4 separate regions of the Mus musculus genome follow, and all the other regions are linked to region 4. Evidence: chromatin contacts called from public HiCAR-type and promoter capture Hi-C data. All regions are on one chromosome and are shown on one strand. The core of a region is the stretch at or near the end of the contact, and the rest is flanking DNA. Distances in the headings are between cores, read along the strand shown.

The links. Promoter capture Hi-C pulls out the DNA fragments that hold promoters and counts their contacts. HiCAR-type assays count read pairs that join an accessible place to other places.
Region 1: a HiCAR-type map of astrocytes shows a contact between it and region 4, with 4 times the contacts expected there. The contact joins the promoter of Zfp292 here to the promoter of Map3k7 in region 4. A contact is called at or near these places in 4 of 39 promoter capture datasets (hematopoietic stem and progenitor cells, liver and pre-B cells) and 2 of 115 datasets of contacts at active chromatin or transcription factors (astrocytes and thymic regulatory T cells).
Region 2: a promoter capture Hi-C map of liver shows a contact between it and region 4, with 8 times the contacts expected there. The contact joins the promoter of Orc3 here to the promoter of Map3k7 in region 4. A contact is called at or near these places in 2 of 39 promoter capture datasets (both in liver), 1 of 484 Hi-C or Micro-C datasets (CD4 T cells) and 1 of 9 other capture datasets (adipose tissue).
Region 3: a contact with region 4 is called in a promoter capture Hi-C map of liver, with 6 times the contacts expected there. The contact joins the promoter of Slc35a1 here to the promoter of Map3k7 in region 4. A contact is called at or near these places in 3 of 39 promoter capture datasets (liver and pre-B cells), 2 of 115 datasets of contacts at active chromatin or transcription factors (extraembryonic endoderm stem cells and thymic regulatory T cells) and 1 of 9 other capture datasets (liver).

Annotation. Positions count from the first base shown.
Region 1 is chr4:34,881,670-34,888,219 of GRCm38.p6, reverse strand. It overlaps Zfp292 (zinc finger protein 292), which reads left to right and starts at 5,272. Exons shown (of 8, transcript NM_013889.2): 1 at 5,272-5,462. The coding sequence starts at 5,301.
Region 2 is chr4:34,609,768-34,616,367 of GRCm38.p6, reverse strand. It overlaps Orc3 (origin recognition complex, subunit 3), which reads left to right and starts at 1,426. Exons shown (of 20, transcript NM_015824.4): 1 at 1,426-1,503; 2 at 5,292-5,346. The coding sequence starts at 1,459. Rars2 (arginyl-tRNA synthetase 2, mitochondrial) reads right to left here and starts at 1,411. Exons shown (of 20, transcript NM_181406.4): 1 at 1,342-1,411. The coding sequence starts at 1,377.
Region 3 is chr4:34,682,785-34,690,147 of GRCm38.p6, reverse strand. It overlaps Slc35a1 (solute carrier family 35 (CMP-sialic acid transporter), member 1), which reads left to right and starts at 2,710. Exons shown (of 8, transcript NM_011895.3): 1 at 2,710-2,904; 2 at 6,686-6,863. The coding sequence starts at 2,889. It overlaps Cfap206 (cilia and flagella associated protein 206), which reads left to right. Exons shown (of 13, transcript NM_001347062.1): 13 at 1,134-1,574. The coding sequence ends at 1,364.
Region 4 is chr4:31,959,345-31,966,541 of GRCm38.p6, reverse strand. Map3k7 (mitogen-activated protein kinase kinase kinase 7) reads right to left here and starts at 2,435. Exons shown (of 16, transcript NM_172688.3): 1 at 2,160-2,435. The coding sequence starts at 2,279.

The DNA of each region.
Region 1 (6,550 bases), core at 4,023-6,522, 2.9 Mb before region 4:
AATATCTGTAATGGGATTTGATGCCCTTTCCCTGGTCTATAAGCTTCATGGAAATTTCTGGGCAGTCGTGGCGCATGCCTTTAATCCCAGCACTTGGGAGGCAGAGGCAGGCAGATTTCTGAGTTTGAGGCCAGCCTGGTATACAGAGTGAGTTCCAGGACAGCCAGGGCTACACAGAGAAATCCTGTCTTGAAAAACAACAATAACAACAACAAAAGATTCATGGAAATCAACAAAATTTCCTAAGTTGATGTCCTAGAATGAGAAGAGAGACCTGTGCATTTCTAAGTTCATTTCACCACAGCATTGCTATTTTTTAAAAACTCAAGTGTTACAACAGTGTGATATTATATAACACCCGATGAGGTAAATGATGTACAACGATTATAATTTAGAACTACAAGGCTGGGCGTATAGCTCCTAGTTGATAGAGCCTGTGCACAAGGGAAAGAGTGGGGAGAGGAGGAGGGGAGAGGGAAAACTATTTTCTGTATTTCTCTTTGCTTCTTTAGAGAAATGGTGCACGCCAATTCAACTACGCTACAGAGTTTGTTTCCAAGGTTCTGTTTTTGCTTTATTTTATGACTGCTTTCATTTGGGTGAATTAGAATAATTAGCGATGGCTTAGTTGACAGAAAGGCTGCCAAACATGCATAACGAACTCAGTACTGCACAAAACGAGTGTGACGGTGAAGGACAGTAGGAAAAGAAAATCAAGTCATTTTTCTGCCACGGAGTTCAAATCAAACATGGGCTGCAAAGTGAAACTATCTCAAAAAAACAACATAGTTTTTTCTTCTTCTTTTTTTCCTTTATATGTCATTACTCATTTTCCATTTGGTTTTTCTTCCTCATAAGGTAAAAGAAAAAAAAATCCCGCTAGATAAATCCCTCTGTTTCCCTCCATGAAAAGAATGTAAGGACTAAAACTAATCTTTTTACTCGTGCTTCGTGTTTCGGGCTCATTGGAATTGTGTACGTAAGCGGACCAGTGCCTGGCTTATGTTTTCAGCGCTTTTAATCGATCCGGTTGCTGTCTCTCAGAGGAGGAAAAAACATATCTTCTCTACAAAAAGTGCAGTGTGATTTTAGCAGATGAGGCGGCGGTCTTCACCCAGATCTCCAGTCTTCTTGGATGCACTCCAAGCAGACGCCAATCCTCGCGTCCCCAAGGCTGCGGGTTCAGGCGTCCGGGTGCAGCCCAGCTCTTTGGAGAAGGCCGGCCAAGCCCTGCAGGGCGAGTCTCCCGGCCTCCCTGCCTCCTCCGCGCGCAGCCCGAGCGGCTCCTCCCGGCGGGCTCTGGAGGCCGCGCGCCCGCGGGCTGTGTGGCCAGCTGAGGCAGCTCGGCTCGCGGGCTTCGGGGTGCAGACAGGGCTGGGGAGCAGCGTGGCGGCGGCCGGCGCTGCCAGCGTGCAGCAGGCACCGCGCATCCCCGGTTCCAGTCTTCAGGTCCCGCAGTCTAGGAATTCCTCAAGAGCCGGCTGGTGCGCCAGGCTTGCAGGAAGCCCGCAGGACCCGGGAAGCTGGCGCCACCCGGAAGCGCGGCTCCTCAGCACAAGTGCCGGAAGTGTAACTGGTGGCTGAAGGCTCGACTGCCTGAGGGCCCTTGTGATACCACGCCCACGAACTAACTGCCTTGCTTGGTCAAAACGCTGTCCCCAGAAACCTGGGGGCTTGTGGCCCAAGTGGCCTTATTGTCATTTTATGGACTGGGTCTCCAATTTTTCCTAAGAGCCTCTAGGCAGAGAAGGGTATGTGCGTGTGTGTGTGTGTGTGTGTGTGTGTGTGTGTGTGTGTGTGTAGTGGTTCCTGTGAACTGAAAGTTTGGTACTTAAGAAGCTAACGGCTACGGTTAAGTTTTGTGTGTATAAGGTCTCAAACCTGGGACATATGGCTAGCCAAGGGACCTGTTGTATAAAAACTGACCGTGACCATCAGGTTCTCAGCATTGCTAAGACCTGTTACAGAGTCCTGGCTTCTCTTAGCACGCCTCACCCCTGCCTCCCACCATAAACCTCTCCAGCCCCTGAACTTGCTTGTCTTCCCCCAGCTTGCGATTCCTAGAGAACTTAGCTATTTTGGGTGCACGCTCTTGGTCCTCGGCTCCCTTGGTCTCTTCTCTCTGCTTCCCCGCTGTCCCTCTAATCATCTGATCTATTCTGAGAGAAATGTTCACTCTGTACTCTCCCAAGTTGCCTCTGGCTGTTCTCTCCTTTGACAACCATACCAAGGGACAATCACATGCTCGTTTCCACTCAGTGTGCTTGTTGATTGTCTTCTCTGTGGGTTGGTAGGATGCCCTGCACCCACAGGCGTTGTATTAAATAGCTATGTAGATGTCTCTCTTTATTTTCAATTGTTAGTTTCTGTGCTATGACTGGATATTTGGTATGGTCGTTTCTGTGGCCCATTACTTCTTTCTATATGTAAATGTTTTGTCACTAAGTCACTTGCCCAAAAAGAGGAAAAAGCAAACAGGTCACAGAAAGTCACCTTGGTCTCAGGCTGGCCAAAAGGCACTAAGACATGGATTTTGAGGTCTGAGATACTCAAGCCATGCCTAGTGTGACTTGTTCTTCCTGCTGCCTGCAGACTGGGCTGGAGAACTGTTAGTTACAGCTCGAGCACCATGTCTTCCTGCCATGATGATAACGGACTAATCCTCTGAAAATATAAACCAGAAATATTGTCCTTTATAAGAGTTGCTGTGGTCCTGGTGTCTCTTCACAGCAATAAAACCCTAACTAAGGCCGTCTTTCTCCTCATAATTCTCAAGTTTAACAGTCACAGACACTAGATAAAAGCAAAAGGTGCAGATGAATTTATATGGCCGTACTAGAATGCAGATCCAATTTATGATTCCAGTTTCCTTTAAAATTTTATTTTCTATGTAAGAGTGTCATACCTGCATGAGGTCTGTGCACCACTTGCATGTCTGGTTCCAGAAGCAGTTGGCATCCCCTGACACTGAACTCACAGACAGCTGTGAAGCAGCCACCTGGTACAGGGACTACAACCCTGGTCTTCTGGAAAACTAGCAAATGTTCTTAACCACTGAGCCCATCTCTCCAGCTCCTAATCCAGTTTTTTTAGCCACAAGGGTATCATGGCCTGAAGGTAGGAATGACATTACTAGGTACCCCCTCCCCATCCCATTACCAGAGTCTCCGGAATGTGCTCTGCCATCGAGCTACACCCTAGCCCTATGTAATAATTTAAAAAATCATTATTCAGGCATATTTCACTTTGGATCTTTCTCTCCACACCTGCTGCTACACACTTTCCTTCCTGTAAATGAAGTGTGGTGTAACTCATTACTGTTGAATTGTAGAAAAGGTAAGCTTCCTAGCCTTTAGTTATTGTACAGTCCTTGCATTTACTGGTGCATTGGCTAATCACATATTTCTTTTGATAATTTTCATTGGAATCCTAAAATAGCATACATTGATGGAACTTTAATACCTGAACTATATATATAACCTGGGAAAATGAACTGCAAAATTTAAAATCTTAAGCAAGGAGGGTACAGGGCAGCTCATTGGTAGAGTATCTACAGGGACTAGGGCAAGACAAAACAGCTACCTTCATTTGTTTCTTCAACTCTTTTTCACTGTTCAATCCAATAGAGGAAATCCTTAGCCTTACAGTGTGCTCCCCTGGTCTCATGTACATGCAAGCATTAGAGGATTCTGTCTTGTTAATGTGCAGTATTGATGCTGTTTTCTGTAAGGTTGCCTTGTGCTTGTTCATCTTATGTAATGATTTAAAAGCATGCATTACAAAACATTCGCTGGAACAACACAGTATTCAGAGAACATTTTCCACTAAGTGTCCTCCTCCCGTCACCTGTGAGGACTAGAATCACATCTGGCTTTATTATATACATTTCCTGAAAAGGCTACTGGATACGGTAGAAATTATGTTTTTGAGACCCAGCATTACAATGTAGCCCGGGCGGACTGGACCGGGAGACCCTCAGCTCCAGCTTCCTTCGTGCTGCAGTTCTGCTAGAGCCAACCTCCAGGCTGGTTGTTCATTTTAGATAACTATCCTTAGAAAAATACAGTGCAGTCAGAACACAACAGTAAAATGACCAGGTGTGTCAACGCTGTTGTTTGTTTTAAAAGGATTCAGTTGTAAGGCAGACATCTTGCCTCTTAAATAAACAGTAGGTTGTGGGGTGTTTTGTTTTGTTTGTCTATTTGTTCTTGCTGACCTGAAACTGGCAAAATAGTGTAGTCTCTGAACTTCTGATACTCTGGCGTTCACCAGGGAAGGTTGAGATTAAACAGGCAGTTGCGTGCCTTTTGCCTGGTTTATGCAGTGAACGGAGCTAGGCAAGCACTCTGTCAACTGAGTCACACCCCTAGCCCTCAAACACTGGGTTTGTTATTAGTTTGATTATGAAATTTATGGTTAAGCACATTGATTTTCCGACTACCTCTTATTCTACCCCCTACTCCTTTAAATTTGTAAGAACTCATCTGGCATAGGCTGGAGGAGGAAATATTATGTAGCCAGGGATGAACTTTTGAACCTCTCGTCTCCGAGTGCTGAGATTACAACCGTGCACACAACACTCAGCTCTCTTCTCCAATTCTAATGCCAAATACTGTTTTCGTCTTGCAAATAAAATACGGCTTAGAAGGCCACCTGTTTTGCAGCACCAAGAGGAGGGTTGCTACTGGCATTTATTTGACATCCGTGTTCCTTTTTTTACTTTAGCATCCTTAATTGTGTTCTTTCCTTCGACCTACTTTCCCAAACTAAGATTCGGTGTGGATTCTTGTAACGCGTAACGGTAACCAGATTTTAGAAAAGCTTTTGTGCCTTAAAAACCACCGGGTTACAACATTAATCATTTCGGTCTGTTTGAATTCTCTCCACACTATTCTTTTCTTGTGTTCGCTGCTTGATTTCCCAGAATGAGAATTGAACCTCTCATTTTGTTCTGACCCAATTGTTGTGTGTGTGTGCCCTCCAACACCTAGAGCGCTTGTTTCCAGGAGGCGTTCTCGGGTTGGCCCAGAACCAGGGCAATCACCAGCTCTCCACCCTGCCCTGGCCTCCGGCTGTTCCGCAGACCTTGCCCTCGCCCTGGCCCTGGCCCTAGCCGCCGCCGCAGCAGCAGAGGCCTCAGCTTCAGCTCGCTGCAGCACTGCCCCGGCGGTCGCCAGCCCCACACCCGGCCTTTGTACGTGCGCCCAGGCGTGCCAGCGCACCGGGCACGTGACCCCGCCGAACGTGGCATTGTGTTATCACGTGACCCAGGTGCGTACGCGACGGAGCGGGCTGCGAAGATGGCGGACGATGAGGCCGAGCAGGAGCGCCTGAGCGGTGGCGGCTGCGCGGCGGAGCTGCGGCGCCTGGGCGAGCGGCTGCAAGAGCTGGAGCGGCGGCTATGCGAGAGCCGGGAGCCCGCGGTGGAGGCCGCCGCCGCCTACTGCCGCCAGCTGTGCCAGGTGAGCCCCTCCCCCTCCGCGGGCCTCGGCGGCCGGAGCGCGGGCGGTCCGCGTCTTTGTGTTCCGCGGCCAGGCTGGGCCGGACGGCCTCGGGGCTCCGTGCACGCTCCCGGGCTGCGCCGCGGGCGCCGGGCTGCCCGCCGCGCGCCAGTCCCCCTGTCGCCGCCGGCCGTCGCGCGCAGTCGCTCGGCCTTTGTTGTTGGGTTAGGCTGCGACCGGAGGGTCTTTGTTGATGTTCTCGAGCCAATCCCGCCGGACCTGCAAGCTGGGAGTGGCGGCGGCGTCTGCGCTGCGGCCGTTCCTGCTGGCTGCTCTCCGCGGTGCATAGGAGCTGTCACCGTTCCATAGTCAGTCGTCCCTTGGGGGCGGCTTTACCAGTGCCTGTTTCGCCTTTACGTTCCGGAAGAGTACGATTTCCGGCCCCCCCCCCGTGCACCCCCACCCCCACATTTCTTGGGTTCTTTCCTGTTAAGTGTCTTTGGTTGACAAGGGATTTGTGCTTGGGTCAGTTTCAGATCTTCCCATTCTTTTCTTGCCCAAGGACATTGCTTTTCAGCAACGTTTTCTAACTAGGATTTAGAATGTTAGTAACATTCTAAATGTTATCTTATGACAGATATCAGAGTTTGGATCTCCATCTGGTCTTAAGACTCCCCAGTTAACGTGTGCTGACTATGGAGGGAGGGAGAACATTGATTAAACTGCCTAGTTGAGGCCGTTTTTTACATAAAGCATGAAACCTAATGGATGTGTCATGCTTAAGATTTTGTTTTGGAAACACTGAGATTTGAACAATGGTGGAGCATTTTAGGATTTCACAGGGATACTTTCACTTGCCAGCCTCCAGGTGCTGAAATCTATCTTTCTAGGGTATCTGATCACATACAGAAGCAGCCCCATTGCCGTATGCATTTTATGCTCATGCATTGATGGTTCGTTATTTAAAAAAAAAAAATAGGACCAAGGATGACTTGTCTGCAAATATATGCAGTCAGAAAGTTCGTCAGATCTGGAGGCCACATTACAGAGTCATTGTTTTAAACCTTAGTATTAAAGAAACTTTGAAATTTGCTATTTTCTATGCCCTG
Region 2 (6,600 bases), core at 177-2,676, 2.7 Mb before region 4:
ATTAACACCTGCAAGGTCTAAGGACAGACCTTGCCTTCTTGGGATAAAGGTCAGCAGAGAGTCGTGGTTAACAGCTAGAAAGGACGAGTAAAGATAGAGAAGGGTCTTTAAAGCATGGCCGCTTCCTTAATTGAGCAAGCTGTGCATAAAAGCCTGCGATCATCTCTTTGGTGAGCCAATGGGGCGTGCACAGCCAATGGAGAAAACCTGAGACACCGGCACCCTTCCCCACCCTCATCCAGCCACAGGCTCCCCAACTCTGGATTTCCCGTCCCTCATTCCGGAGGATAGGCCTGCCTTAATAAAAACAGTTTCACTCTGCCTCTGTCTTCTTTCTCTCTTGCATTTTGTCTTTCCCAGACAGTCAGTTGTTTTTTGCTTGTACCATGCAATGAACTCAGCTAACAGCAGAATTGCCATTACACCTGCAGCTCCCTGGCTAACCAACCTAGCTAAACGGGTAAACTCCAGGTTCGGGGAGAAAATCTGCCTTAGGGGAGAGGGGGGAAAGGTGGACAGTGACTGGAGGAAACACAGGCAACCTGTGGCCTGTCCTCATGAAGGAACATACAAACACAGACACACAGATAACACATTAAAGTCATCTCTGTAGGCTGGAGCTTAATTCCCACAGAACTACCTAAGAAGTATATGCACCATCTTTCAGAATTGTCTAAAACAACCCAGCCACAGCGGGCCTAAGTCTGTGCTAGCACTAGCAAACTCCAGGCAGGATAGGCTGCGCTAAACACGCGAGGAGTACAGGTCAAGTGTCTTTCTCCACCTTATTTGAGGCAGACTCTCACCGAACCAGAGGCTGGAGCCACCGGTTTCTGTTTCCACCTCTCAGAAGTGTGGTTTCAGACTTCCTTAGCTATGCAGGTTTTTCAACCTAGGTTCTGGAAATTCAAACGCAGGCACAGATGCTTGTATAGCAGGCACTTCACCCGCGGAGCCATCTCCGCAGCCCTTAGCATGCCTTTTAAATCATCTATTTTATCCAATGGTCTCCAAGTCCGGATTTAGAGCTTTTCCTCGGGAGAGCATCGCCTACAGGTTTAGTAAGCTACAAAATTTCTTATTCGAGATATATCCTACCAGGTTATTCATGAGAGCAAATAAAGGGCATAAACGAAGGAGGAACATTAATTTCTACAGGGTCTAATCATGGCCTCTGGACAGTCCGCCCAGGTTAAAGCATTAAGAACGGGAAATGAGAAGACAGTGAGCACTCAGGGCTCTCGAGGATCTTCCCACTCCGCAGCGCAAGGAGGAGGCAGGGTCGGCCTAGGCTGCACCCTCCGGCCCTGGCTCCCGCTGGCTCGCCGCTCTGGACTGTACCTGACAGGCGATCGACCTACGAAAGCCACACGCCATGCCTCCCTTTCCCGCACGCCCCGCCTCCGCGCCGGAAGTCGCCTCTGCTTCCGCCAGGGCGCGCGGAAGTGTGGAGTGCGCATGCACACGGGGCCGCGGACTATGGCCACCTCCTCCGTGTCTAAGGTACGTGGGGGTGGCGCTCGCCTCAGATTCGCGGTGCCTGTTTGGCAAGTCCGACGAGGTTTGATGGGCATCAGCTCTGGCTCCGCGGAGAACAGGACTCGGGCGGCTTTGCCCAGGTCCGGGTTCGAGGCAAGCTTTGCTCTGGGCAACTAGGCCATGGCGCCAAGGCTAGGAGAGCGGCTGCCCCCAGAATGTGCTGCGTCCTGCCGCTTCCCCCACTCTTCCCCCTCCATAAATTCACACTGTGCTTTAAGTTACCGAGATGCAGATGGAGGCAAAAATAGATTTCTGTTCCCAGAAATACTCATAAGCAGCTGATCTTGAATTGGCTCATTAGCAAGGAGAAAAGTTCTAAGAGAGGAGGGACGAACCAAGGTTTCTGGGAGACCGAGGAAATTCTTGGAGAAAGTGACAGTTTGGCTAAGGTCTGAAAAATAAGAATCTTGGCAAAATATAAAGCATTAGTTTGGGAGAGCAGAATAAGATGGTCTTTGCCTTAGAATGTAGAAATAAAAGAGCGTATTAAGTAAAAAGAGCAGTTTAACCCGTGAGTGGAGAGAGGAGCATTAGGAAAAACCAGAATAAAAATGTAATTCAGATGAGTGTTTTGAGGGGTTGTGGACTACTCGATGGCAAAGGAGTGCTAGTCAAATTGTAGTTTGTAAGAGGAGAAATCCTAGGCTTGTATTGCCCCCTAGGAGCCTGTGGCTACATCTGGAATTAAGATAACTTAAAATTAAGTTTACCATTAGCAACCATATTTCAAGAATATCAAACAGGGCAGCAGATGGAAAAGAAAGGTCTATTGGTCTGTGCTGCTATGCCTTGTAAAGTAAGACTTGACTCCTGTTCTAAGAACAGAAGGACACTCCTGAAGGAAGCTGAAATAACAGACTTCTGAAAGGTTTCGTAATTGGGGCTACAGGGGAACACTGAAGTGGGCTGTCTTCTTTTATAACAGGTCTGTTAGGGGTGATGTTAACATCAGAATCAGGCAGGCAGGCAAGCAGGCAGGCAGGCAGCAACACAGCAGAGCCAGTGAAGGGAACTCTGGCCCACGGGGCAGAGTGAGACCCCTTCAGTGTTTTTACGGGGTGAACCCGCTGGAGGACATTGAAATGCTCTCTGGTTTTGGCGCACAGCCCACTAGGTTGTTGCTGGAGGTAAGCAGCGAATGACTCCTCAGTTTGTGAAGTTTAGGTGATAGATATACACTTTTTCTAACTGGGCATTCCTGAGGGGAGATGGAGCAGGGAAGACAAGGATATAAAGGCAAGTCATTTTAGTCCAAGAAACGCAACTGCCGCTTAAAGAAATTGTCACAGTTCAACAGAAATGGAGACACTTTACACATGGTACGGTTCTGGCTGAGGGTTAAGACATTTGAGAAGTGTGTTAGTGATGAAAGGTAACGGTGCACCAGACATTTAATTTTGATTAAAATGGTCAATGACAAGCAGTACCCCCAAAGACTACATTTCAAAGAGAACAAACACTGTGGTTTAATTAATTTTTTGGAGGCATGTTCTCTCGATGTGCCTTTATCGGTTTGCAACTCTATATGTAGATCAGGCTGAACTTGAACTCTCCTGCCTTCCTGAGCCTGCCAAGTGCTAGGATTAAGGGTGTGCACCACCATACCCAGTTCCTAGTTAAAGACTTTTGTGGTTTTTTTAGCTTTATTCCTATTTTTATTTTTCCTTGGCTACAAAGTTCCAGATGTTTTGAGTGCCCTAACTCCTAATCCTGTTTGTTGCTTAAGACTTCATTGCGTTCTCTTTTCTGGTGGTGAATGTAACAATGTGGACTTTGTGCACACTACACAAAAGCTTTACCACAGCTGCTTCTCCAGCCCTTCCAGAGAAGGAGAATTTTTTTTTTTTTTCAAAAAGCCATCATTTCTATAAAACTTGGAGATGATAGTTTTTTCAGAAAAGCACTTTTCTTTTTGCCCTAATAGAAATATCTGTGTTGATAATCATGAAAGAAATATTATATAAATAAGAACCTTTAAGGACAATTTCCAGAATTCATGGAACTGCCAACGTTTTAATTTATTTTCCTCCTTAAACATATCAAGTATTGTTGGGGGTTTTTTTTGTCATATTTTTTGGCTGATGGTTAAGGTGGTTAGCCACATTACTGTTCATTAATGTTTGTTGCTTATATTCATATCCTTGTGCTAATATTTGTTATACTACTATCCATTCTATAACTGGCTGTAACGTGTATATGGAAAGAATGCAGTAATAAGCTTGTCATGCTACCATGCACTTGTTAGAAATACGTACAAGTAATTCATAGACCTTTACTAGTTGCAAATGTAAGACCATGAGGTACAGCTTAATTTGGAACATGTAACCCACGTGGCTACTTTATATTTTGCAAAGCTGTTTAACAGTAGTCTGAGATGATCTTTTTTTTTTGTCATATTTTACTTCTCGTAATATTTCATTTTCTTTTTTTTAAAGATTTATTTATTTATTATATGTAAGTACACTGTAGCTGTCTTCAGACACACCAGAAGAGGCCGTCAGATCTCATTACGGGTGGTTGTGAGCTACCATGTGGTTGCTGTGATTTGAACTCAGAACCTTTGGAAGAGCAGTCAGTGCTCTTATCCATTGAGCCATCTCGCCAGCCCAATCTTTCATTTTCTATATAAATAGAGGTCTTAAGAGACTGTCCATGAAATGTAACTTTCATTTTGGCAGAATACACTGCAGCTAAAAAATTAGGAGCTAAGTTTCAGTGGTCACAAATAATAATAGCAAACTTAATGTAGTTGGAAAATTACCAGGAAAATTACTTAGCAAGTATTTATTCATTCTGTGTACTGGTCACCTAATATATTTATTTATTAGTACATTATAAACATTGAGGAGGTGGTTATATATAAAATACATCTGTGCTGTAAGTGTGCTCACAAATTACCAGGAAGATAAAGCAAAGATGTTTGAGTCCTGAGATCTCAGGAGAAGCATTTCTGGCAAGAGAGTCCAGGAGGGTCTCCTGAGAAGACGAGGGCTTGGTTTATTTTGATTTGGTTTGGTTGTATAGCCAGGCTAGACACAAACTCATGTAAGGGATTTTCTGTCTCCACAGGTACTAAGATTGCAAGTGTCTAAACCATGCCTAGGTTTTCTAACTGTATAAAGCAGGCTAGCCTCAATCATAACAGTTCTCTTGTCTTGAGTGGATTACAGATGTGAGCGATGAGTTTTGAGCCAAACTGTAATGGATAAATGGAAAGGAGCTTATTAATTGAGAAAAGGTGTCAGATGAAACATCCTGGTTGTAGATACTTAGAGTTAATTAGGCAAAAAATCCTCTTGGAATGAGTGTTTTTAACTTAATCCATTTTAATGCACATCATTAATGTTTATGAAACTTGAACTTTAAAAAAAAAAAGGTCTATCTCTTACTTAGAATGGGTCCTAAAAAGTGTGAGAACTTATGATTGAGGAGGATGAAATTGATGAATTTTTCAAGACTATTCCACTTCTGTATTTCTATTCTTTCTTTTCTTTTTTTTAAAAAGATTTATTATTATACATACGTACACTGTAACTGTCTTCAGACGCACCAGAAGAGGGCATCAGATTTCATGGATGGTTGTGAGCCTGAGATTTGAACTCATGACCTTTGGAAGAGCTATATCTCCCACTCCAGTTCCCCTTTAAAGAACTTGCTTGTTGATAGAGTATGTGGGTAATTAAATCTGCCTGCTCTGTACCTAATTTGACTTTATGCTTTATTCCTCCTTCCCTCCCTTCTTTTTTAAACAGGGCTGCTTTGTGTTTAAACCAGACTTCAAAAAAAGAAAGGTCTTTGTGCCAATAGGTAAAGTATCCTAACATCCAATTTGTTTATTTTTCTTCCCCTAGATCTTTTTATTTCTTTTAAGATTTATTTATTTATTATATGTAAGTACACTGTAGCTGTCTTCAGACACCTCAGAAGAGGGCGTCAGATCTCATTACGGATGGTTGTGAGCAGCCATGTGGTTGCTGGAATTTGAACTCAGGACCTTTGGAAGAGCAGTCAGTGCTCTTAACTGCTGAGCCATCTCTCCAGCCCCCACCCCATCTTCTTAAACTTAAGTGATAATAAGTAACTTTCTTTAATGTTGGAGATGATTCAGTGTACCAGGAGTAGTTTAAAGAAAAGGTTATTCCTTCATTATATATGAAAGACACATACCATACAATGACATCTGAAACCACAATATAACAATATAGCAATATAATTATAACAAATAAATTTGGTAGTATATTAAAGCAATTATTATGTGCTGAACTGTTCTAAGCACTTTAGTTTGTTTAATCTCAGCTAACTGTGGGGAGTGTAGTATTATTTCCATTAATATATATGAGAATTCCTGACAATAGAAAGACTTCTCTCAGTCTTACAGTGCTGTAAACATCAGAGTGAGGATTTGAACCCATCCGCTGTGACTTTGACCCGTGCTCTAACCGTTGCTGTATGATACACTCTTTTAATGTGAGGCAAATGTTTACATAGAACTTTATATTGGGTTGCAGTGATAACATAAAGTTTATTTACAGTTTGTAATATCAACATGTCATGTGTACAGTATAATTTGAACATTGTTTTAGAACTGTTAATTTTTCTTTCATTGTGCTGGCTTAAGATTAATGTTTTATTCCAGACAAAAGTGTTTAGGAATTGACTGATTGAAAGAAATGGCATGAGGGAAATAAATCCCACTTTTTAGCAGTTACCTTCACCTTTAATATTTGAAGCAGTTTGATTGGAGAAGGGGTATGGTTTATGTTTTGCCCACCATATATCCCTGACTTGAAGATATGTAGATATATCCCTAAGCAAACACTGGTAAATTCTCCCACCTGATAGTGTATTATGGAAGACTGCACACGTAACAACACAGTTGGTAGAACTTGGTAAAAAATTGAGAAGAGAGCCTGGCAGCTGTGTGGCAGGGCTGAACATACACACTGACATAGAAGCTGAGCTGAGGGGGAAGCCTGGATAGCAGTGTCCATCTGCAGCTCTTCTCGCTGTTGCTCACTGTGACCTGACTTCAAGGACCGAGAGAAGTGATGCCCATAGGCT
Region 3 (7,363 bases), core at 1,461-3,960, 2.7 Mb before region 4:
AGATGGGTATTTAAATAAGACTGGGCAGAAAAGCGCCAGGCGTGGTGGGGACAGCAAGGTGTGAAGGCAACGGCTCGGACACACAGAATCTTACTGCTCTCACTGCGCAGTGAAGCTTCCCAAGGGAGCGCGTCCTTCATTGCATCTTATAGGGGACAATCTGATAACTTGTTGGGTCTTGTTGAGGGCTACGAGCCAGTGGCAGAGCACTTACATATAGCATGTGTGAGACCCCAAGTTCTAATCCCAGCACAAAAATATTTGTTTACGTAACAAGTCTCTTGGAATAATAAAATTATTCTATCAAAAATAATGAAATGACATAGTCTTATGAATGTAGAGATTTGGATCTATGATGGTTCAAATTCTGAATTACTTAGGTCTGCTCTCCTTCACTTTATGCTTTTCTTACCCTTTCCAAATTGTTATTATTTCTTATCTCCTCTGCTTTCTTTGTGGGGCTGAGGATGAATTTAGGGCTTTCCACGAGGTAGTCGCCTTGAGACCACGGAGTTATGGCATCTAGTCCCCATCCTCCATGGTTACTAGCCTGTGCAATCTGTCTAGTCTCATGTTTTCCAGTTATCCATGAACAGAAGTAAGCAAGATGAAAAACGAGTAAGCTGGAAACAGATTTTCATATTGTCAGCATAGTGTGACGCTCATTCTAAAAACCCACTATAAATCGTCACTTTCTCATATTGGACCGTCGCAACCCAGTCGTGTGCATTTCTCTTCAGCTCAGTCTCAGCATGTCACAGGTTTTCCCACTTTGTAAAGGATTCTTAAGTTTATTCTGTTCTTGATTAATTTTTGCCATGCAAGCTGATAAGTTCACTCCCCAGAACCTGCCATAAAAGGAGAGAATTAATACCAGGGGTTTTCCTCTCTCTTCCACATTCACACCACGGCATGCACATGCCTGCAATCATACCATACACATCCTCCTCCTCCCCCTCCTCCCCACCCTCCTCCCCACCCTCAGCCTCCCTGTCATCATCCATCCTCACCATCATAGAAAAATGCATTATTTATTTGTGAAATGGAAAGTTAATAGGCAAACATTAACTAAATGCCTGATTTTTTACATTTTTTTAGAGAAACATTATTCCCTATGTTCTCTTTCTACCTAGGCTAATTTGCGCCAGAAAATTACTCACTCCGTCCAGACTGACCTTAGCCACATGAGAAGAGATAACACCTCACAGGTGTACCCTTTGAAAGAGGCTAGCACCCAGTCCAAGAGAGAAGGCAGCAGCCGAGTGCCCAGGCCCCAGATTTTCATAGCTGGCCTTCGTGGGGGACAAAGCAAAACAACCTATGGGGTGAAGGTGAACTTAACCAGAGCGGTGGACGAAACCTAGAGATGGACGTTTACAGGAAGCTGCTCCTTAGTGGCACGGATGGAGGGTTTAAAGTGCTGTGCGTGTATAAAGCTCATTTGCGGGGCTGGCACAGTCACTGGTTGTGTGACTGTGCACTAGGGCACCGTATCCTGCCTGACTGTTATGCAAATCTAAAAGCAGTTTCTGTAGTACATTTTTCGTTTTATTAAAATTGACAAGTAAAACTCTGTCCGCGTATTTGTTTTATATTTTAGACAAAGTTTACAGCATTAAGATTGACATTGCAATGCCAGCTAGATAGTAGTATGCTTATCACTGGAATAGAGGCTGCTTCTAAAACCCTACAAAATGTTAAGCCCTGACACTCTGAAACACAACGCTCTGCTTCATTGCTATTTAGTGATAACAGATTTCTATATCATGAGCCTTGCTATCTGGAACAAGTGAAGCCTACATTCATATGCTGCCTTTTAAAAGCCAGAGAATTGATATTTATATTTGAATTTTGGGCTCATTGAAAAAAATCAGAATGTCTGATAAGACTGGCTGGCATTCCAGCTTGATCCTTTTATGCTCTGTTGTCTGCCTCAGAGCCCGCTGTGGCTTAAGCGCTTCCCACTTCCCACTCTGCGGCCTTATTTGGCTCATAAGCAGTTGGGTTTTCAGGTCCTGAGAATTCCAACTTTTTAGAGGTATAGTTTTTTTTTTTTCCTTTTCCATTTTTTATTAGGTATTTAGCTCATTTACATTTCCAATGCTATACCAAAAGTCCCCCATACCCACCCACCCCCACTCCCCTACCCACCCACTCCCCCTTTTTGGCCCTGGCGTTCCCCTGTACTGGGGCATATAAAGTTTACGTGTCCAATGGGCCTCTCTTTCCAGTGATGGCCGATTAGGCCATCTTTTGATACATATGCAGCTAGAGTCAAGAGCTCCGGGGTACTGGTTAGTTCATAATGTTGTTCCACCCGGGGTTATTTTCTAATAACATCCTCTAGTCACAGTAACCATTAGAGCGGTTGAAGTGCCTGTTAATACAATCTAATTTTTCTGAGGTCTTTTTGCTGCCTGAAGTTACCAAGTTAAGCTAGACAGTGACAGTAAGGATGATGAAGACAGACACAGTACTTCCGAGCAGTATGTAATATATACTAAATTTATCCAAGAGGTAACCATGGAAGGCCGTGATGGAGTTGAAAGTTATAAAAGTCCGAGTTCTCGGAGCCTCTCTAACGGTCTTCACACAAAGGAATAATCGAGAGCATTTCAGAATCCTTCTTGCGGGGCCCATCCTCTCGGAGGGGCTGGTCTCTAGAAGGAAACGCTCGGCCACCTTGACTCCGCCCCCCCTCGGTCGACCGGAAGCTGCGGTTTTCCGAGCCCCCGCAGGACCGAGTCTCCCAGACTTGTCGCTCCGCACGCCGCGCGGCTTCCGCCGTAGCCCCCGCTTCCTCCTCGCGCGTGTGGTGCGGCGGGCTCTCTAGGCCGGTGCGTCTCTATGGCCGCAGGGGCGTCAGTTCCGCAGACTCTCTCGGCACCATGGCTCCGGCGAGAGGTGAGGCCGGGCTGCGGGCGGTCGCTAGGGAACGGCGGCCCGGGGTGTGCTGGCCGGGCCGGCTCTGGGGGCCGAGCCCTCCCTGCAGGGAGCGGCAGCGGGCTGCACCCGCACACCGGTGCAGTGAGCCGCCCGGGCGCCGGCCAGGTCCCTGCCTGGAGCGAGGCTGTGGTTCGGAGCCCTGGGCTTGAGGGCGCGCGCTGCTCCTCCCGATGGCGAGCCGTCTGGCCAGGGCTGTGGTGGCTGTCCTTTCAGGTTTTACGTAAGCTGGCCCCAAGGCTGAGGTTTTATTCTATAGCACTGTGGCTAGGACAGGCCAAAAGGCGGTGACGATTTTGTATTTATTTATTTTTAAAGCAGGAACCAACACTACATGGTCTCATTCTATAGCCCACGTTGGCTTCAAACTCGGGGAGATTTTCCTGCCTCAGTTTTACAAGCGCTGGGATTAGTGGTCTGTGCCCTCATGCCTGGCGACAACGTCGCTTTTTTTTTTTTTTTTAATTTTGTTTGTTTGTTTTTGTTTTTTCACCATTTCCCCAATGAGCACTGGCTTTAAGTCTAAATAAATGTTGGACAAGCATTTAAAGAATATCCTTTTGCGTGGATGTGAAATTATTTATCTTTGGGGGAGGGGATTTGACATTTAACATCAGGCGCCATGTAAGTTTTCTGTGGTGGTGGATTGTCCCATATCAGATAAGTCCTGTAGCATCCGGGAAGAGGGTAATAGGAAAAGTAGGGCGATTGACAAATGAACACTTAAAAGATGCAGCAGGCAGATCGGTACCCGCAAGGGTTGTTTACAGATTTAGACTTCTTGCCAGCACATACGTTGTTACATTTGGGTGTGTTGCACTTTTTTATCCTAATGAAATACAGTTTCTATACCTCCTTACATAGAGTCATCTTAACGATTACTCACCTGCTACTTCCTGCTATGTCCAAGCTTTCAGGTATGACAGTAATAGTCCCCCTAAAATGTAACTGGAAAACAAAAGGATAACTCCAGACTGACTCTTCTGGGGGATATTCTCCACCCAGAAACAAATGCCGTGGAAGGTAACAGATTCTCCACAAAGGGGGTGCTGGATGATCAGTGGGCCAGGTTTCTAGTTAATGGCGTGATATGATTTGAATTCTTAGGATAGTTTAAAGTAGCTGCGTACCATGAATATTTATATTACCTGGGAACGTTGACATTCCTAATCAATGAAGTTTCATCCTGGAAAATGAAGAATTGTAGAAGAAATGTTTTGATCTTATGGTAAACTGAAATGTAAGTGGAAATCATGGTTACAAGGATTGGTTTTAAAAGTTGAAATGTGCTTCTAAAGTGGTATTACAGACCAAAGTCATCTATGTTTTATAGTATCCAAACTTAGACTTTTCTACTTTGATTAGTAATTATTTTCAAGAATTACATTTGCAGACCTTTTCATTATGGGTGTCTTAAACAAAACAAAACAAAACACCATGATATGGCTTATGCCTATTAATCCCAGCACTTAGGAGGCAGAGGCATGCAGAACTGTATCAAGGTCAGCTTGCTCTACATAGCAAGTACCAGGCCAGCCAGAGCTACATAGAGAGACCCTGTCTCAAGGAAAGGAAAAAAAAAAAAGTATGTTTTCTGGAGTTAAACATCTTTAGTATTTAAATTATCTTGCTTTTTTTGAACCAGGGACCTTTAACACAGCCCCCCCCCCCAAAAAAAAAGTGATTTGAGTTTTCACTTCTTAGTTATGAGAATATTGATAATTTCAGGTCATGGATGGCAGGCAGTCTTTCTGTAGAGAGCTGTTAGTCTCCGCCATAGCTGCTGAACCCTACAACTATAGGCAAGATAATTAAGGCAGATGAGCATAGCTGTCTCCTAATTACACTTTATGGACGCCAAAATTTTAACTTACTATTATTTCCATGTGTCTTGAGATAGGACTTACACATTTTTCCATTATTCTGAACCATCATATAAAACTATGGATGGTGTAGTTCTTGTACTGACGGATTAAATGTTACTGCTCCATATTTCTGGAGTCATAAACTCTTTCATAAGAAAGTTTTAGAACAATGGAAGTATTATAGTACTTCCCTCAGTGCCCTTTACATAAGCATTGCTGGTCTGGCAGATTGGACCATTTAGGAAGGAAAGATAAATAGTTATATGGCGTATTTCTTCTTCTCTGTTGTACTACTTCTTTGGTTTAAGAACTTGCTTACAACTTACAAATCCTGCTTTAATTCACCAAGGAGGAAACACTTATATGGAGACACTGCTTCCCTAGCTTCTTGTGTAATCATATTTTAAAGTATCTGTTTGAAACACCTATTTTATTTACCTATGATTAGGTATAATTACCTATGATTAGGCTTCCAAAGGAGTGAACAAAAGCACGTTTAGCACATAAGACGTCAGTTAATAACTAGCATCCCGGAGGAGTCTCTTGGCATCCTTAGGATTATGTGTAACCCGTGAACTAAGACCAGTGTTCCCAGGGGACACTTGTTACTAATCTGATGACAAAACACTAACTGTGAACACCTAGCAGATCCAATGTAAATCCATTCTCAGTAGATCTCAATGACAAGGATTAGATTCAATTATAATTAATAAAAAAGAAATTGTGGGAATTGGTTTTCTCATATAAGTCTAACACAATACTCTAAATTTTGTCATGGAAAGAAAAGAGAAAAAGTTCGAGCCTTGGGTGTTGGCAGTTTCAGAGCAGGAAGCAAGAAAGGGGAAACCGGACTCCCCAGTGCTTGTAAATTTACCAAAGGTGTTGGACTGACTGTCTTTGGCCCCTGAGTGATGACTGCTATATCCTGCATTTCAAGTTTTATAGAGGAGTTTCTAAGTACTCTGTGTTAACCAATTCACTTTGTTCTTTATTTTAATTTAATTCTATGTTAATGTCGTGCATGTGTGCGTGTGTGTTTGTGTGTGTGTGAGACGGGGTCTTAGGATCTGACCCACGCCTGTTTATAAAGTCGCATCGTCATGGATTAGATTGTTGCAGAGCAGTACTTTGCTAGGGACATTGGTTACTGTCCGAGATGGCATTGGCCTGCCTCTGCAGTTATCTTCAGTTGCTTTTTTGTCACTCAGGTATCCTTTTGTTTACGTTCTGTTGTCTTCAAGAGCATATTTAGAGGCTAGCGGAGGAGCACAGCTATCTGCCTTATACCCAGGTAATGAGGAAAGGGTGTATACCCTTTCTGACTGAGGGTAGAGCTAGCGTGTAGGAGCAGTGTAGGGGAGGTGGTGAGGAAGGGAGGCAGGAACAGCCTAGCCAGACAGATAACAAATCAACCTAGTCAGTCATTGGGATGACAGATGTAGCCAGACAGGCCTCACGTCCCTTTTCTAATGTCTTGAGGTTTAGACTGTATTACAGTTGCTTTGATACTTTATTTTCACAGGTTTGTAATCATAGTTATGCATGCATATATATTCATTATATATGTTCATATATATTTAAAATAAACTAAGATTTGTATGCCATGTAATTGTATAGTTAGTTGGGAGCACTAAACAGTATCTTTGCCTAGTTTGTATGGAGTTTTAAAGTCAGCAGTATTTTATGTTCATGTTGGAAAGTATTACTTGGAAATTGAGTTTTATATGTCATATTTAAAAAAAAAATGGTGCTAGAAGTTGAAAAGCCTTAAGGACTAACTGGTTGATTAGCATTACACACATACATACATATGTATATATGATATATGTATATATATACACACACTAAATAGTACTTTTGTTGCACATATTTTGCAGAAAATGTCAGTTTATTCTTCAAGCTGTACTGCTTGACGGTGATGACTCTGGTGGCTGCCGCTTACACCGTAGCTTTAAGATACACAAGGACAACAGCTGAAGAACTCTACTTCTCAACCACTGCCGTGTGTATCACAGAAGTGATAAAGTTACTGATAAGTGTTGGCCTGTTAGCTAAGTAAGTAACGCTACTTCCAGGAAGTTAAAGCCTTTTGTCTTCCAGCTACTATTGAAAATTCAAGTCACATTTTTCCATATTAGATTATTCTGGAGAAGTACTTTTCTACTCGGGACAGTTTTTGTCTCCTAGGAAGTACAGTTTTGGTTGTCACAATAGGCATGTACTGGCCTTTGGTGGATAGAGGCCAGGGATTCTAGCTGTCATACAATGCCTACAACAGCCCTTTAAAACACAGGCATGTCTAGCCCCAGTGTTGATGATGTTGAAATTGAAGAACTCTCTTTTAATACCAACTTTAAAGTAGAGCTTGGCAATGGTGATATATAGGCCAGATGCAGTTTGTCCCATGTGCTCTTTGGTTTTCTGTAAAAGGAACTAACTATATTGTTCATGAAACCTAAAATACATGTTATTTGACCCTTACGGGGGAAAAAGATTTAGAGGGATATAATGACGGTCATAAACATTTTATGGTGTTTCCTGTGTTAAGTGCCAGG
Region 4 (7,197 bases), core at 1,186-3,685:
ATGTGTATCTACGAAATGATTCCCCATCTGCCTGGAGTTAGATGTTTTCCTGCCACAGCTTCTAATTATCTTTGTGTAGTGCTGAGTCCATTATATTATGGGTTGAGAAATAAATAATGTGGTTCTCTCGACTTACTGTTTCGCTTTCTGTGGTGCTAGGATTGGAGCCTGAGCCTCAAGCACAGAGGGCAAGAACTTCAATACTGGGTTATACACCAAGCCATTCTTTTCTTAATTGATAGGGCTATGATATACTTGTCCATATAAAACACTGAAGGCATGTGAGATAGTTTTCATGTTGGGTCATCTTTCTGTTTTCCTATTTATGATTTAAACTAGAGATGGAATGTAAGTTGAAATAGTTTGAGTGCCCATGATGCACCTCTGACTGCACAATCTCTTTAATGTGCTCACAGGAAGACTATAATGGAAATTATGTAATGGTTTTGACATCAGAAAGGCCTGAATTAAATCGGGACTATAAAAATAAACTAGGTTCTAAGACGAAACAAATTTCAAAAATGTACCAGCTTTGGATTGAGGGCTTCAAATTGATTATTGTCTCCCTTAGCAACTTGCAGGCCCCAATGAGGCAAGAATGTGAAAGCTTTAAAAAGTTGTGTGCAAAAAACTAAGGCTGCAAAAATCAAACAAAGTAAGCTCGTGGAAATATGTGGTAGACCATGAAGTACAAGTTATTATTATATAACAATTTGTAGTCTACAAGGACAGCAATTCATGAGAGTACACGTAAATGCTTATTTAAAAGCTGCGATTCTTGTATACTGACTCACTGAAGTTTTAGTCTTAAAAAAGAATGTTATCCATGAAAGCTGGACCAACTACCCGCTTCTGAAAAAAGGAATTTATCTTAGCTTCAATGGGGGTGGGGGGGACATATAAAATGTTTTCCTCTTCAAAAACAGGCCTTCTTTTAGCATATGACCTTAAAGCAGGTCACCCTTCCTGTCTGGAACTTTGCTTCCTAACAATATGTCAGGCACTATATTGGATTTTCTGCACACACTGCTTAACTGGATTTGTCACACTGATAAAGTAGCAATCACTCCCATCTTACAGTTAAGGAAACGAACACACAGAAAGCAGTAGGAAACCAAGTCCCACAGTGCTCTGTCTATCTCTGAAGCGTCTTCCTCTGTCTCAAACCTTCCCCTATCCAGCACACTTTTTCTAAGATAATCATGCTCTCAATGAACACACTCATCTCTGGTTAGTTTTTGTGATACAAAGATATGACTTAGTAGTCCTCTAAGGTAAAGATGTATTTATTGATTGTTAATTTGCTTGCATCTTTTAACTCCTTACTATAATACTTTAAAAATGAAGAAAAGACAACTCAGTCTAGCTATAAAAAACCCACACATTAAGGCACAGAAAATGCACAGTGCTCTTAAAAAACGGTTAAACTCATAGAAACTGCGTGAACGCGTTTCTAACCAAAGCTTCAACGAGTTCTAAACGGCATTTTGAATATATGTACAGATTTTTTCCTCTTCAGTAAATATTAAGACTCTTAGAAGTCACTGGCCCCACTGTGAATCTGAAAATAGGCGATGAAGTGAAGACACTCTTCCACCTGAACATTGAATTTATTCGGTTTTTCTAACAGCGATTTCTGGTGTAGCGTAATATTCTGACTGTCACCATAATCACTACTTGCCTCTTCAGACTATGCTACTTGAAACATGTTTTCATAACAGACTTAACGTTACTAGAGATTGAAATTCATCTACAGAGCCCAATAGAAGGTAGAACTACCTACGGTATCAGAGAAAGAAGAATCCGGGACCAGGGGAAGCACCGTGAGACGTTCGACGTTCTCTTTACCAGCCTGTCCCAAGCATCCTTTCGTGTCACACACTGCGCTAGAAGTCACACAGACAGACAAGACAGACATACAGACAGACAGACAGACACACACACACACACTATCCTGGACTCTAACACCACTACCAGCGAGCTGAAATCCCGCGGCCACCAAACTTTGCTCAATCTATTTACGGATAATTGAACTGCCGACCACATAAGAATCAGGTAGAGAATCACAGATTCAGACTCAACCCCCGAAGCCCATGGGGAAGCCGCCTCCCGCCCGGGATCCCAGGCGGCGCGGGGCAGCAGGTCTCGGCCTCGCTCACCTCTTCCACCTCGATCTCCTTGTAGTCGATCTCTTCGAAGTTCAGGACCTGCGACGGCGCTTCGATCATCTCACTGGCAGAAGACGAGGAGGAGGACGAGGCGGCGGAGGCTGTCGACATGATCCCCCGCGGCGCCCGGGGGGCCGCGCCCGCCCTCCGGCTCGCGCAGCGCCCTTCAGCCCGGAGCCCCGCAGCCCCGCCGCCCGGCGCTCCGTGGCGCGGGACCGACCCGGGCCACCGCCGAGTCCCGGCTTCGGCTCCTCAGCGCTTTCCGTCGCCGGGCCCCGCCCACCACACTTCCAGTTCCGGTTTGAACTCGGAACTGGGAGGGAGGAGGCGCGCCTGCCGGACCCGAGCGGGGAATTTCCTGACCCGGGGAGCGAGTGAGGGAGAAGCCGGGGTAGGGGCGGAGTGGAGGAGGGCGAGCGCGGAGCCGTGGGCCCGAGGAACAGGTTTCGCGAGACTTTTGCGAAAGGGCCTCGGCGGCAGGAGGATACCGCGAGACTGGACGCCGTGACGTAGTAAATGTGCGCGATCGGAACTGGCGCGGAGCGAGCCCGAAGGCGGACCGGTTGGTCCTGCGGGATCCAGCGGGAAAGATGAACTCCGTCGCTTTCTGCCTGTTTCTTTTGAGCCGCGTCGTGCCTTCCCCTGCTCTGTGCTGGGCGGTCTGCGGTCAGGCAGCCTAGGGTTTGTCTTGTGCTCATTGGGCACCTCTTCATGTCGGGTTTTCAGCCGTGAGCCCGTTACTTTTTTAAGCGGAACCCCGAGCTGGCGAGGGGGTTCGGGAGCAGCGGTTAGCGCGCGCCATCGGGGGGAGCACCGTGACGCGTGAGCGCTCACTAATGGAAGTTAGCATCGTAGAGAGACACCAGTGGCGTTTTACACACTTCCTAAGGCAGTTCAGATGGCTTCGCTTTGTCACCTTCCCGAGGCTGTCGTCCACAACAGCCCCGAGGGTTTGGTTTGAGAATCCGTGGACACACCAAGACGACGGATTTTAAGAGGAGCCACTATGCCTCAGAGCTATAAGGAGAGTCACGCTTCATTGTCCTTAATGTTTATGTACAGCATTTTGGCGACCTTTGAGGACATTGTCTTTGAAGGACTAATGTCTCTGAAGGATTGTTGAGTTTAAGGGAGATCATAGGGTGGTTCCTGAAGACTACCCAACAAGATTAGGATTGCTACGGTAAAGCCCCATATTCCGGGGTTACTAGAGTTAAGATAACTTAATTGGAAACAAAGTTAATAGTCTAATGTCTAGGAAAGGACGAAGGGCACAGGCTTGAACCTTAGGCAAAGATCCACTGCTAGTTTAACCTAAGATACCTTTATAGGAAGGAATGTTGCCTTTGTGTCGGCAGTCTTCATAGCAAATGTTGGTTGTACTGAGATTATTTATTTATTTATTTTTAACCCGATGAGGAGTTTCAACTTCGAATAAGGGGCACCTTTCCCTATTTATGGTCTCATAGCTTTTCCTTTCCTGCCTTTAATGCTAGTGCTGTATGCTTACTAAATACTCAGCAGTAGCATGGCAATTCAAGTTTGAGTGTCACAAGTTAGGTCAGAGAACCCCAAGATGGAAGGTATTGCCCATGTTGTATGACCAACACGATTTTAAATTTAAGCTAGGTGCTGAGTTTTAGTTGATTTGACTGGAAACCAGTGGAACCATTGGAGTTAAAATTAGTGACCAAGGATGCGCTCTTGAGAATGTCAAGTCCTGCGCTTCCTAACAGGCTGAAAGGAGGGGAGAGAGAGGGATCCCAATTTCACTACACGGGAGCTTTCTCATAGAACAACAATCTAGGATAATGTAAAAAAAAAAGAGTAAATTGAACATGTTTGCAAGTAGATCATTGTATTTGACAGGAAGCTACTGTGAGCTACCATTCTCATTTTGTAAGTCATAGTCACAGTGACAAACAATAGTTTCTTCCTGCTGCACTCACTTTCTAGGCAGTTTTACCCAGGGTCTTGGCTTTCAGCATCACTGTTATGACAATGATTTCTGATGTATTCTGAATACTAAATTTTTACCGAGTTTTGGACCTGTTGGGCACCTGTATCTATCAAAAGATGCAATCTAAATGCCTAAGCTCACATATCAGAGTGGTAATTCACCATGAGGCTTATGAATGCCTGGGATGAAACTTTCTGGGTTGGCTGGGTGGGAATGGGTTGGGATTCAGGATTAAGATATTTGAATCTCGAGGGCAGTGGTGGCCTTTAATCCTAGCACTTAGGAGGCAGAGACAGGTGTATTTCTGAGTTTGAGGCCAGCCTGGTCTACAGAGTGAGTTCCAGGACAGCCAGGGCTATACAGAGAAACCCTGTCTTGAAAAACCAAAAAAAAAAAAAAAAAAAAAAAAAAAGGTATTTGAATCTCCTATTTCACAGGTGATGAAGTTTCTGGTGAGACTCTGATCTGGTTTATAATTTTGAGACAAAGAAACTTAGGCCTTTGGAACTGAGAATCTGGGAATTGACAAGGCATATTTGAGAGGGTATTATTCATTTATCTGCTGTTTCTCTTATCTAGTAATAAATATTACTGAGATGAACATCATATACTTAAATCTAAAGTTAGGATATTGTTGGGCAAAAACTTTCCCGATTTTCAATCAAATTACTTTCCCTGGGATATTTTTAGTTTGCCTGAGCTTTTAAAAAAATGTGCCAACTAATTGCTGTTAGGATGTATGTCTTTTAAAAGCACAGGTTTTAGAATTCTGTTATAATTTCCTGTTCCAATTCTGCTATAATCTCTTGAATAAATTAAACTCTCAACTTTAATGTCTCCCTAATACTAACCTCAATGGATTATGAAAAAATTTAGATGAGTGACTGATAAATAAAATTAACTCTGGAATAATTATTAGTTTACTATTTTCCTTCCTTGGGTATGATAATGGAGGAAACACTTATCCACTGTGGGGCTGGGGGAGCTGTAGGGAGCAGGCCTGGAACACGAGTGGGTCAAGGCATGTCCAGATTCCAGAAATCTCATCCTGAGATTGGTGGGAGTGGGACTGTTTCTCATCTGCCCCAGGCCTCCATACGTCTGTGCACATAGCCCTGTGCCCCCACCTTTCCCCCACCAGAGAAGATCATGGAATCCAGTAGCCAGGTTACATTTCCTCTTTCCTTATAAGGTCATGTCCAGCAGCACCTGGAATTCTTCCTTATGCAAATGAGGCACCTCCTGCACCCTGGCCCTGGCCAAGGATGTACACTCACCCCAAAGGTTTAAATTTAAAAAGCCTTTGTCCCTCCCATTAAAAGACCTTCCTCCCTGAAGCCCAGAGTCTATTTTCTTCACACTGGTTGTGACCACAAGAGTCAGGTCCCTATGAGTAGGGAAACGGTGAATATTGAAGCGGGACTGAGAACAACAATCTGCCACAGACACTAGGTCCTAGTGACCAGGAGATTCTGTTGTCACAGAAATACTTACCTGCTGACTGGCTTGCACTTGAAAGTGGAGTCTGGCTTAGGTTGGTAAGTGGTTGAAGAAGATGCGTAGGGATGAGCTGGGATGAACAGTTTGGGGAGCTCGCATATGGGGATGTGTAAGTCCCTTGTGTAGTTTGAACCTAGAGGAGGAGGACAAGGGTTAGAGGCTAGCTTTGCTCAGACTACCATATTCTGGTGAAGTCACTGTTATTAAGGTAGGATGGAATACATGTAATATATTTCTTTGAACACTTAGTTATCTTGATTTGGAATATGTATTTAGACATTTAGTATATTGGCCTCTGCTTGTACTCTGGGGCCCTCAAATGTTAGGTCTGTTTTTTGTGTAGTGTGAATGTGAGTGTGTGTATGTGTGTGTGTGTGAGAGAGAGAGATTTCTGTCCCTATGTGCTGGCAGGTTATAAGTCAGATATTCATAACTTGGATTTCCTGTTTTGTGAATTCCCCAGGAATGTGTCACTTGGAGCTCTGCCCAATCACGACTTCGGAGATAATGATGCTGCATTTCCTTACTACCCTACCCTTTCACTGTCTTTCCATTACTGTTTTATTTCTACATCTGCCATCTTCAATTACTTTGTTCCTGGTTTCTTTTCTCAACCTTACTGTCCTAGTTAGCATTAACTGTCAACTCAACTGTCTGTAATCACCTGGAGAATGTCTGCATTGAGTAGCCGAATTGTCGAATTGTCATGGTTGATGTAGGAGAGCCCCGCCTGTAGTGCCACTGCCTTGCAGTGGTCCTGAGCTGCCGAGGAAAGCTAGCTAAGTCGGAGCCAGATTCCAAAGCTAAGCAGAAGCAGGGTTTCTCTGTTTCCTACTGGGATTCCTGCCCTGACTTCCCTCAATGATGCATTGTGACCTGGAAGTATAGGCTAATAAAAACTCTGCCCTCCCCTAAATCGCTTTTGATCCAAGTGTCCTATCCCAGCCACAAAAGGGAAGACTAGAACACCTGCTGCTCAGGGCTTAGAGCAGTACCTGAAGTGCAGTAAACACTTTGCTCCACTATGTTCATAGCAGCCTTATTTATAATAGCCAGAAGCTGGAAAGAACCCAGATGCCCCTCAACAGAGGAATGGATACAGAAAATGTGGTACATTTACACAATGGAGTACTACTCAGCTATTAAAAAGAATGATTTTGTGAAATTCCTAGGCAAATGGTTGGACCTGGAGGGCATCATCCTGAGTGAGGTAACACAATCACAAAAGAACTCAAATGATATGTACTCACTGATAAGTGGATATTAGCCCAGAAACTTAGTATAGCGAGATATAAGGTACAATTTGCAAAACACATGAAACTGAAGAAGAACGAAGACCAAAGTGTGGACACTTTACCCCTTCTTAGAATTGGAAACAATCATCCATGGAAGGAGTTACAGAGACAAAGTTTGGAGCTGAGACAAAAAGATGGACCATCTAGAGACTGCCATATCCAGGGATCCATCCCATAATTAGCCTCCAAACGCTGACACCATTACATACACTAGCAAGCGTTTGTTGCAAGGACCGTGATATAGCTGTCTCTTGTGAGACTAGGCCGGGGCCTA